Linked DNA regions of Drosophila melanogaster: region 1 is linked to region 2. A link is a contact called in public Hi-C data. All regions are on one chromosome and are shown on one strand. The core of a region is the stretch at or near the end of the contact, and the rest is flanking DNA. Distances in the headings are between cores, read along the strand shown.

The links. Hi-C and Micro-C count contacts between places; a contact is called where the count stands out from the background.
Region 1: a Hi-C map of the S2 cell line shows a contact between it and region 2, with 3 times the contacts expected there. A contact is called at or near these places in 19 of 107 Hi-C or Micro-C datasets (the S2 cell line, embryo, eye imaginal disc and 6 more).

The regions. Positions count from the first base shown.
Region 1 is chr2L:895,885-900,554 of dm6, forward strand. It overlaps lncRNA:CR45348 (long non-coding RNA:CR45348), which reads right to left and starts at 2,166. Exons shown (of 1, transcript NR_124011.1): 1 at 1,569-2,166. Lsp1beta (Larval serum protein 1 beta) reads left to right here and starts at 2,616. Exons shown (of 2, transcript NM_001298627.1): 1 at 2,616-3,057; 2 at 3,126-4,670. The coding sequence starts at 2,848.
Region 2 is chr2L:807,630-812,006 of dm6, forward strand. Nnf1b reads left to right here and starts at 2,948. Exons shown (of 4, transcript NM_164388.3): 1 at 2,948-3,129; 2 at 3,180-3,392; 3 at 3,460-3,574; 4 at 3,630-3,902. The coding sequence starts at 3,017. The coding sequence ends at 3,803. Dbp21E2 (DEAD box protein 21E2) reads left to right here and starts at 3,955. Exons shown (of 2, transcript NM_134700.4): 1 at 3,955-4,377. The coding sequence starts at 4,007.

The sequences.
Region 1 (4,670 bases), core at 916-3,415, 87 kb after region 2:
TAGTGTGCTCCCGGACCTGGACATCGTCATTCCCTGTCGCGTGATAAATGATGCGTGTGTGCTTGAGTGGATGACACCTTGCCGATATGGCAGATATGCGCCGCACAATGGCATGTCAATTAAAATGCCCGATGTTGAAATCATTCGCAATTAATTCATAATTAAAATGCGACACATTATCAAAAGTGTGCAGCGGGGTGGTATTTACACAAATTGCGAATGAATATTTATGAGGTTCATCGGGTTCAGTTCGTTCACTTGGGAAAAACTAGTTTGGTGTTCCGGCCAGCACACCTCAAGTTCCCCCGGTTCAACTGGTCCTTCGCAATGGTGCGGACATTTTTCGGGGGCTTCCAACTTTGGCAGCCCGGAGCGAGAACAATGAAATGCACTTAAAAGCATTTAGTTGTTGCGACAAAATTTGCAGCACAGAAATGCGGTTGCCGAAAGCAGGAAAATGAGAGTGGGAGTGGAAGTGGAAGTGGAAGTGGAAGTGGCCAATCCTTTGCAAATAATGTGCGTGCATAAACAAAAAGCAGGGCGAGGGGGCTTGACTTCGGCAACTGGTCCTTCGCTTACATAGATACACGCAGATGAGGTCCTGCTCCTTCCAAATTAGCGCCATAAAGTATGCAACAAGCTTTTGCCAGCGCTTTTAATTTGTTCGCCGGCACTACGGCCATCAAATATTCATTTCTGGGGCTTCTGAGAGAACAGTGGGTGGTTATGGATGGCACTGGGTGGTGGGAGGTCCATCAGAGTTCCAGTTCGGCCTCGTTCTTCAAGGGAAAACTTTTGGCTAATTTGCGTGCGGCAACTAAAACATTTTCCTGGTAGGCGGTTTCTGTGTGGCTCAGTTCGGTTAACGCTCCGTTCGCAACTAAATTTCCATTCAACTGTCATTTGCGAGGGAGCAAGCCCCCCCGACTGGATTTTAATTTCACTGTCATAAGCAAGCGATTAATGACTGACAAGTAATTAAATATGCGGCGATAAGGCGGCTGGGAAAACCCCATCTTCATCATCATCATCTTTGTCGAAAAAAGGCGGATGGAGCTATCTATCATCGGGTGGCTGTGATTGGGCCATAAAATTAAATAAACGGCTGACTAAATTCCACTATCAAATTGAATTCGGCAATTTGTCCCTGCACACTCTGCATCTCCGTTTACTATGCAAAGGATCTCGAATGGAGGGCAAACTGTTTATGTTGCCTGCTTGGCCCATAAAAAAGAGGCGGACTGCGGTTCTCCGCCGGAAATCTCATTTTGTTTGTAAATCAGCAATTTGCAGCCGGGCACAGGACGTTCTCGATGTCGTTGTCGCCCCACCAACACACTCGAAAAGTGGGAGCACCCACATTGGTACACTGCGCAAAAACCTCATACTTCCTCATTACTAACATACATGCATGAATGCAAAGTGCTTTCTATTTCCTGCTCTGTATATGGTTGATACATAGTTACATCAGTTACATCAGTTACATAGTTACACAGCATGACTAATTTTTCTCAGTGCACACACTCACATTTTTAAACGCTCAATAAGATTGGAAAATTGATGGCGGTATTGCTCATTGGTTTGGTAACGCTCTTCGCCCCGCTTTTCCGGGCACCCTTTTGCTTATCGCTCGGCAGGACTCGCCTGGCAGGAGCAGGCGACTCCACCCACTTGGTAAGTAAGTAAATCCCTCATTTTCAGTGGAAATAAAAATTGCCCCAGCAGCGTAACGCAAAATAAACACATTTAAGTTGCAAATTGAATTTTGCATAATCCCAGGCGCCGCAGCGATGCCACTTGGGCTGGGTTTCTGTCCTGGGCTTCTGTCCTGGATCTCCTTATCGCGGGTCCGTCTTCGTCCTGTGCTGTCTGTCGCTCCTTTTTATGTTTTTTTTTTTTTTTTGGTGGCACTGGCACACTTCACATCAGCGCATGAGACGGAATTTCTGATTAGTTGCCATGGATTCCCCTTCGGCGCCCAACACTTTGCACTTGTTTACCCTGCTTTGACTTTGCCGGAATTCTATTTATTTTCGAAAATTTCTTTTGGGACGCGACACTCTGCCCACATGAATGTCACACACGCAGCAGGCAGGACGCCTCCTTTTCCTAGGCGTGTGATCCTGGGGGATTTACAAAGTAGCCGCGTAATTGAATTTACTTTATACTTTGCCTGATTAGAAAAAGTTGATTGGATTTCACGCTGCCTCATATGGCGGCACAAAAGTTGACGCAGTTCCTCCTCTTCTGGTCCGCAGATGAATGTGTGTGGGCCAAGTCAATTAATGCACGTAGACTGTAGGGATTTCCATATCATATATGTATATACGTATCATATACATATTTCTAACTATCTACATTTTTGAGGACATGTCGCCAGTCTGATTTATCTTTTCTGGCGCAGAAGAAGCACCAATTCTAAAAATAAATTGGCACAAACAAAGATGCATTGAACGAAATTTGAGATAGCTGGTCACGGATTTGAATTTGGTTGACGTAATGCCGGCTTGATTGCACCTGCAGAGCTGGCTCTTGGCAACCAGATGAATAGAAGTCTGGCTTTGATAAGAGACAAGAGGGTAGCAAGGCGATAAGAGGTAGTCCGGCACAGATGGACAGATGGCGCGATCGCAGCACCTGAGATACACCCAGTGACCCCCAAGCTGCACCGCGATATCTCCGAGCAGATTCCGAGCTCCGGACACTGCGATCGTAGGCGGGACTCTTGGGTATAAAAGCAGCCAGGTGGACGGCAGTGAGGCAACAGTCTTTAGGCATTGGATCCACTGGGTGCATCTGATCCGGAGCAGTTGAGTGTCAAGTGTAGAGTTGCAGGAATCCGTCAACATGAAGATCGCCATCGCATTGCTGGCCTGCCTGGGCCTGGCCGCCGCTGCCAGCTTCCACCAGACCCACGAAGTCAAGATCGCCGACAAGGCCTTCCTGATGAAGCAGAAGTTCCTCTTCGAGATCGTCTACCGCGTGGAGGATCCGCTGATGTTCGAGGACCACATCAAGCAGGGCGAGAAATTCTACTTTGAGGAGTCCTACTACACTGTAAGTGGATATAGCACTGGCTGAAGTTGTGCCTCTCCCTAATCACTGATCATTGTGATCCCTTCCAGCACTACGACATGTACATGAAGAAGTTCTTCGAGGCCTACAAGGCTCACGCCCTGCTGCCCAAGGGCGAGTTCTTCGGCGCCCTGGTCATGTCCCACGCCAAGCAGGCCCGCGGTCTGTTCAACTTCTTCTACTACGCCAAGGACTGGGAGACCTTCGCCGCCAACGTGGCCTGGGCCCGCATGCACGTGAATGAGGGCATGTTCGTCTACGCCCTGACCATGGCCGTGATCCACCGCAACGACTTCCATGGACTGATGCTGCCCTCGATCTACGAGATCTTCCCACAGTTCTTCTTCAACAGCAAGTTTGTGTTCGAAGCGGAGAAGTTCGACTACGAGATGTGGATGAAGATGACGATGTACGAGAAGGAGTACATGGATGTGTACTACAAGACCAACGGATACGACTACTCAACCATGTACCGGTCCAGCGACTACACCTACATGAAGGACTTCAAGACCTGGCAGTGGTGGAAACTGATGGGTCTGGGCGAGCACTGGTACACCGAGGACAAGTTCATTCTGCGCGAGAACATCTACGAGTTCAACCAGGAGACCAAGTGGCTGTCGATGATGAAGGACGTGAAGAAGTTCTACATGCCCGTGGACTACACCCGCGACCTGAACCTCTACAACAAGGAGTCCAAGCTGTCCTACTTCACCGAGGATCTGGGCTGGAACGCCTACTGGTACTATCTGAACATGGACTACTCCTTCTTCCTGGACGGCAACACCTTCGATCTCAAGAACGACCGTCGCGGCGAGTGGTGGCTCTACAACGTGCACCAGCTGCTCAGCAGATACTACATGGAGCGCCTGTCGCACGGATTCGGCGAGATCCCCGAGTTCTCCTGGTACCAGCAGATCGAGATGGGCTACGACCCCCAGCTGATCTACTACAACGGCATTGGCTACAGCTTCCGCAAGAACTACTACGAGATGGAGACCTACGCCAACTACGATATGCTGGACAAGATCACCGGCTTCCTGAAGCGCATTCACAACATCGTCGAAATGGGCTACTACAAGACCGCCGATGGCCACACCATCGATCTGCGCAAACCCGAGGCCATCGAGTTCATTGGCAACATGCTGCAGGGCAACGTGGACGCCATGGACAAGATGTTCTACCAGTTCTGGTACATGCTCGCCCACATGTACTTCGCTGACGCCGACTATTACCAGATGGACGTGTACCCCAACGTGATGCTTAACTTCGAGACCATGATGCGCGACCCGATGTACTACATGTTCTACAAGTCCATCGCCCAGGTGTACTTCCAGTTCATGCACTACCTGCCCAAGTACACCAAGGAGCAGCTCCTGATGCCCGGCGTGACCATGAAGAACGTGGAGGTCAGCGACCTAACCACCTACTTCGACCTGGTCGATTTCGATGTGACCAACATGCTCAACGACAAGATGATCTTCCAGGACGGCAAGTTCGTGTGGGACATGTCGCTGTTCGCCCGCCAGATGCGCCTCAACCACAAGCCCTTCACCTACACCTACACCATCGAGTCCGAGAAGGTCGAGAAGGTGGTC
Region 2 (4,377 bases), core at 1,698-4,197:
AAAACTTAATTTAAAGTTGACCCAGCCGGGTTTCGTGTTTCCACTTCAAGTTTAATTAATATGTTAAGCCCGTAAAAGCCGCTTCGGTAAACTAACCCCACCAGCCGGTTGTTGCTCCGGTGTTTGTTTTTTGTTCGGCCCATTCCCGAAAAGGAAATCAACCCCCCCCCCTCTCCCACCGAGAGCTTAGGCAAACAAAAGGTTTGCGAATCGCATTCCATGGAAGATGAGGCGTCTCCAACGATATGAAGGACTTACATGTGTAGCTGGAACTCGGTTTGCATACCAATTGTCTGACGCTACTTTCGACCATTGTACTTGCGTTTCATTAGTGTTAATCCGCAAAATCGGTAGGACTACGGCTGCCATATCCAGATATGTGCAGATACATATACACAGCCTTGTATATGGCGGCAGCTGTGGTTTCATGCATTGTTCTAATGCGTGCTTAAAGCGCATTTCCAGCACGCATGAGTGCCCACAGTTGCGGTCACATGAATAGTGGTCGGCTCCTAACCATCGATTTGCGCGACAGCTTGTTAGTTCAGAAACTATTAAAAGTCGCTTAACTCAGGCAAATTCTGCACAATTGATCTACATATGTGTGTCAAGCACACGTAGGCGACCTCCACTGTGGATTTGCATGCGAATGCAGCTCCCAAATTCACGAACAAAGCACAAAGCACCACTCGACAAATGCGCTGTAATTCGAGGCGACAAGTATGCAGCGAAAATTTTAAATGCATTTCACGCACTGCGGCTGACGCACCGCTCCCCCAGCCCCACACCCCCTCCCACCACTGGTATTTTCCCAGTGGTTCTCCATTCCTGTCACGCCCGCAAGTGTCGCCAAGCGACGGCTGCCGCTGCCAGCCAGGACCCACTGTTGCACACAGGACGAACAGATCAGAGCCAAGCCAACATATCCGCTTCTCATCGATATTTAAATAGCGCATAATCAAGGTGATGATAACACTATCAGCAAATGGTTATAACACACTGATGTTCTTAAACTAAGAAAACAACAATGTACGTTTAGAAGCCTAAAAGGATAAGTGTTTCTTTCAGTGCAGATGGCGTTGACTTGATTGGAATTTGACCAGAATTTCGCCCACTGGCAAAATGGAGCATCAATTAGAGCCAAGTGATTTATCCAATTTGTAGCAGGAGAAACCCTTGACAGGACGACACGAGACTTTCTGATTAGTAAAATAAAACTCGAATAACTTTTTAGCAATCTGACGTCAAAGGATCAGACACGAACGCTCGGAATTGAATATCCAAAAGTTTCTTCTTTCCTCGAGATACAGCTGAACTTTGCTCAAGAACTGATTGCTTTATGTTATATGGAAACTCAGAGGAATAACTTTCTCAAAGGGTTTCTAGGTAAGTGATATGAGTTTATTAAGAAGAAGTATTTTTTCAGAACTTAACATTTTCACTAATTAAAGAGAAGACTTTCGGGGAAAGCATATTCTCTCTTTTGAGCAGGACAAGCGCAAACAGTGTGAGAAATGCATAGTTATTTGGATTGGTATAATTCAGAATTCAGAATTCAGAAAAGTATGCAAAACTTTGTCTCAGAATTTAGGCTCATTTGCATACCAGTCGCACCACAAAAAGTCAACATCTCCAAGTTTTTCACACCATGTGCACGAGAATAAGAATATTAAAATCGCATCTTGCTTGAGGTGTTCGCTTTATAAAGCCATTACCAACTATCCGAAGGACGAAGGCGGGTGGATCCTGGGCGGTGGTTCCTGAACAGTCCGCATGTGTCGGCCGGCATTTTAACACTTTAATCATTGAAATGCAAATTCGGAGCCGAGTTTTAGCAAGACATGCGGCAGAGTGGCACATGCATGTTAACACGGCCACCGACTGGCACGCCTCCTGATTCTGCTTCTGTTCCTGGAGGGGACAGCTCAGGATTCTGGCCGGGATTTAGCATATCTGAGATCCGGGCCACACAAAGAGAAAATGTGTATCGAAACGGAGAAGATGCTAGTGGGTTTTTCAAATCTCACTTAATGGTGCCTGAAAGTATGCACCAAGTTTTGAAAAACATGTATGTCCCATGGGTAACAATGTTTTCCGGGTAACAATTTCGAACTTTCCACCTTTTCATTTTTGTGGCATTTATGGGTCGTTATAAGATTGATGTCGAAATGATTTTTCCTGTGCAGGGGAGAGCACATTTCGAATTCTGCCTACTCCACAGCTGAGTTCCTTTTCGGACCCGGAAAATAATGGAAATGCCGGACCCGGCGAGCGAATAAATTAACCTGGATCGCATTTATATTCGAAAGTAGTGGCTCGGTGATGCTTAAACCTGAGTTTGCCGCAGAATGCTTCCTTTATTGCACGTAAATAAAGTCATAAAGTCATCATTACAACCGCGCCAACGAGGAGCACACGATAAGGAGCACAAAGGACAAACTTTTGTGACTGCGATAAAAATTCGCAAATGCGCACAAATTACTCAAAACATATTAAAAACTGCGTCCCCGCCTCAACAATTTGCCCAAAACGTTGCACAAATTAAAAACCCTCTCGAAAGAGCGGAGATAAAAGGAAATTCCATTGTGGCAAGTTTTCCCGATGTGGCAAACTGCAGTGAAAGCACAACTTTCGGGGAAACTGAAAAGTGCAGTTATTGAGTGTTAGTTGCAAGTTCCTTCGCCGATGCGACATGTGAAAAGTTGTGTAATTCAGTTCGAGAAATACACTCTGAATGTGGCGTAAAAAATGAGTTCAATGTTATATTGAGTGTTTTCGAAGTAATGCCAACTTACCAGATTTGATGCTTGAATTTAACCAATTAGCCAATAACCGTTGTTTAAAATAATTTATACAATATATATGTTATCATAATTGAAAGCAGCTCGAATACCCTATACCTACAATCATGTCATATAGGGGTTGGTATTCACAACCTATCTGTAAATGGTCACATATGTTTTCGGTCGCCAAGTTTTGCTTGTAATTATTATTTTGCCAGAATTGTGTTAAAAGTATGAATAATATTGAAGAGGACACCGAAGCAGCCTTCAAACGGCTCCAGGCTGTCATTCCACAGGTGAAGCAGGCCTACGAGGAAGCCATTGGACAGATCTTCTCGGATTTAAAGTAGGAGAATGGCTGATTAAAAGATTGACCAAACGCTTACTATTGCTTAGCTCCTCAGATCTTGAGTCGTGTGCCTCCATCCTCGAGGAGCACGAATCCACGAGCCTGGACACCGAGCAAATAATCCACAGCACCCGTCGGCTTATGACCAAGATCGTCCTGGATGTGAACCAGTGCTTCTTCTCCGGCAACGACGTGGAGACCAAGCTGACCACGCTGGAAATGCTTAAGGAGCAGTTTGCCGCCCACGAGGGCAAGAACTGGTTAGTGAATGGTTTTGAATTTGGTTGTCCAGCAGCACTTTCCATGGTTTTTAACGTAAATCCGCAGGAACTTCAACTGTCTGTCCCCTGAGGAACTTACTCGCCCTCTGCGCATGCACAACTTGAATCTAAGCATCACATTCATGGAGCAACAGCTTAAGAAACAGGAAAAGGAACTCGAGGTATGTATTTCAACCTCCGAAGAATTAAGTAATACTTGGATTACTTCGATTTTAGATTGCTATGGCCAAAAGCATTAAAAATCGACAGCTTATACATGATGTCCACGCTGAACGGGTGAAAGTGGGATGTATGATGAAGCAGCAGTTGGCCGAGTACCAGGCCATTAAGCCACAGTTAATGGAAATGGAACGGCTAATAAATGATTCGTATGTGCAGGAAGAAATGTAATTTTATAAAAAAAAACAGATTATTATTATTATTATTATTATTATTATTATTATTATATTAGTTGCTGGGTCTTGAAATAAATATGAATTTCAAACTTACCGCCACAAGTGGCATTGAATTCGAGCGGCGCTTTCCAACACTTCGATGCGTGTGCACAGCTGACTTGCCGGCAAATGAAAAACATTGAATAATATTCCGAAAGCATGCTGAACTTGTCCGTGGTGCTCCGGGTGCAATCATCGCGCCATGTGGCTTCATATGCCACAGCGGCGGCGGCGGCAGTTAAGACGAAGCCACCAAAGGCAAAGTCCAAGGGCAAAAAGCAGAAGGGGGAGCCCCTAATCTCCTGCAGAAGAAGCCAGTTCGATTTAACCCAATACGAGCAGACGGATGCCAAGTTTGGGAGTCTTTCGCTGGCCTCCAAGGGCTGGCTGCACAACAAATCCAAGGGAGACTTCTTCATCCTGAACGCCAGCGTGCGAGGTGAGGAACTCCAGCAGGAAATGCAGACCGTCGATGAGTTCCTCGAGAGCACGGGGATGCAGATTCATCCGCAACTCCTTGAGAACTTGCG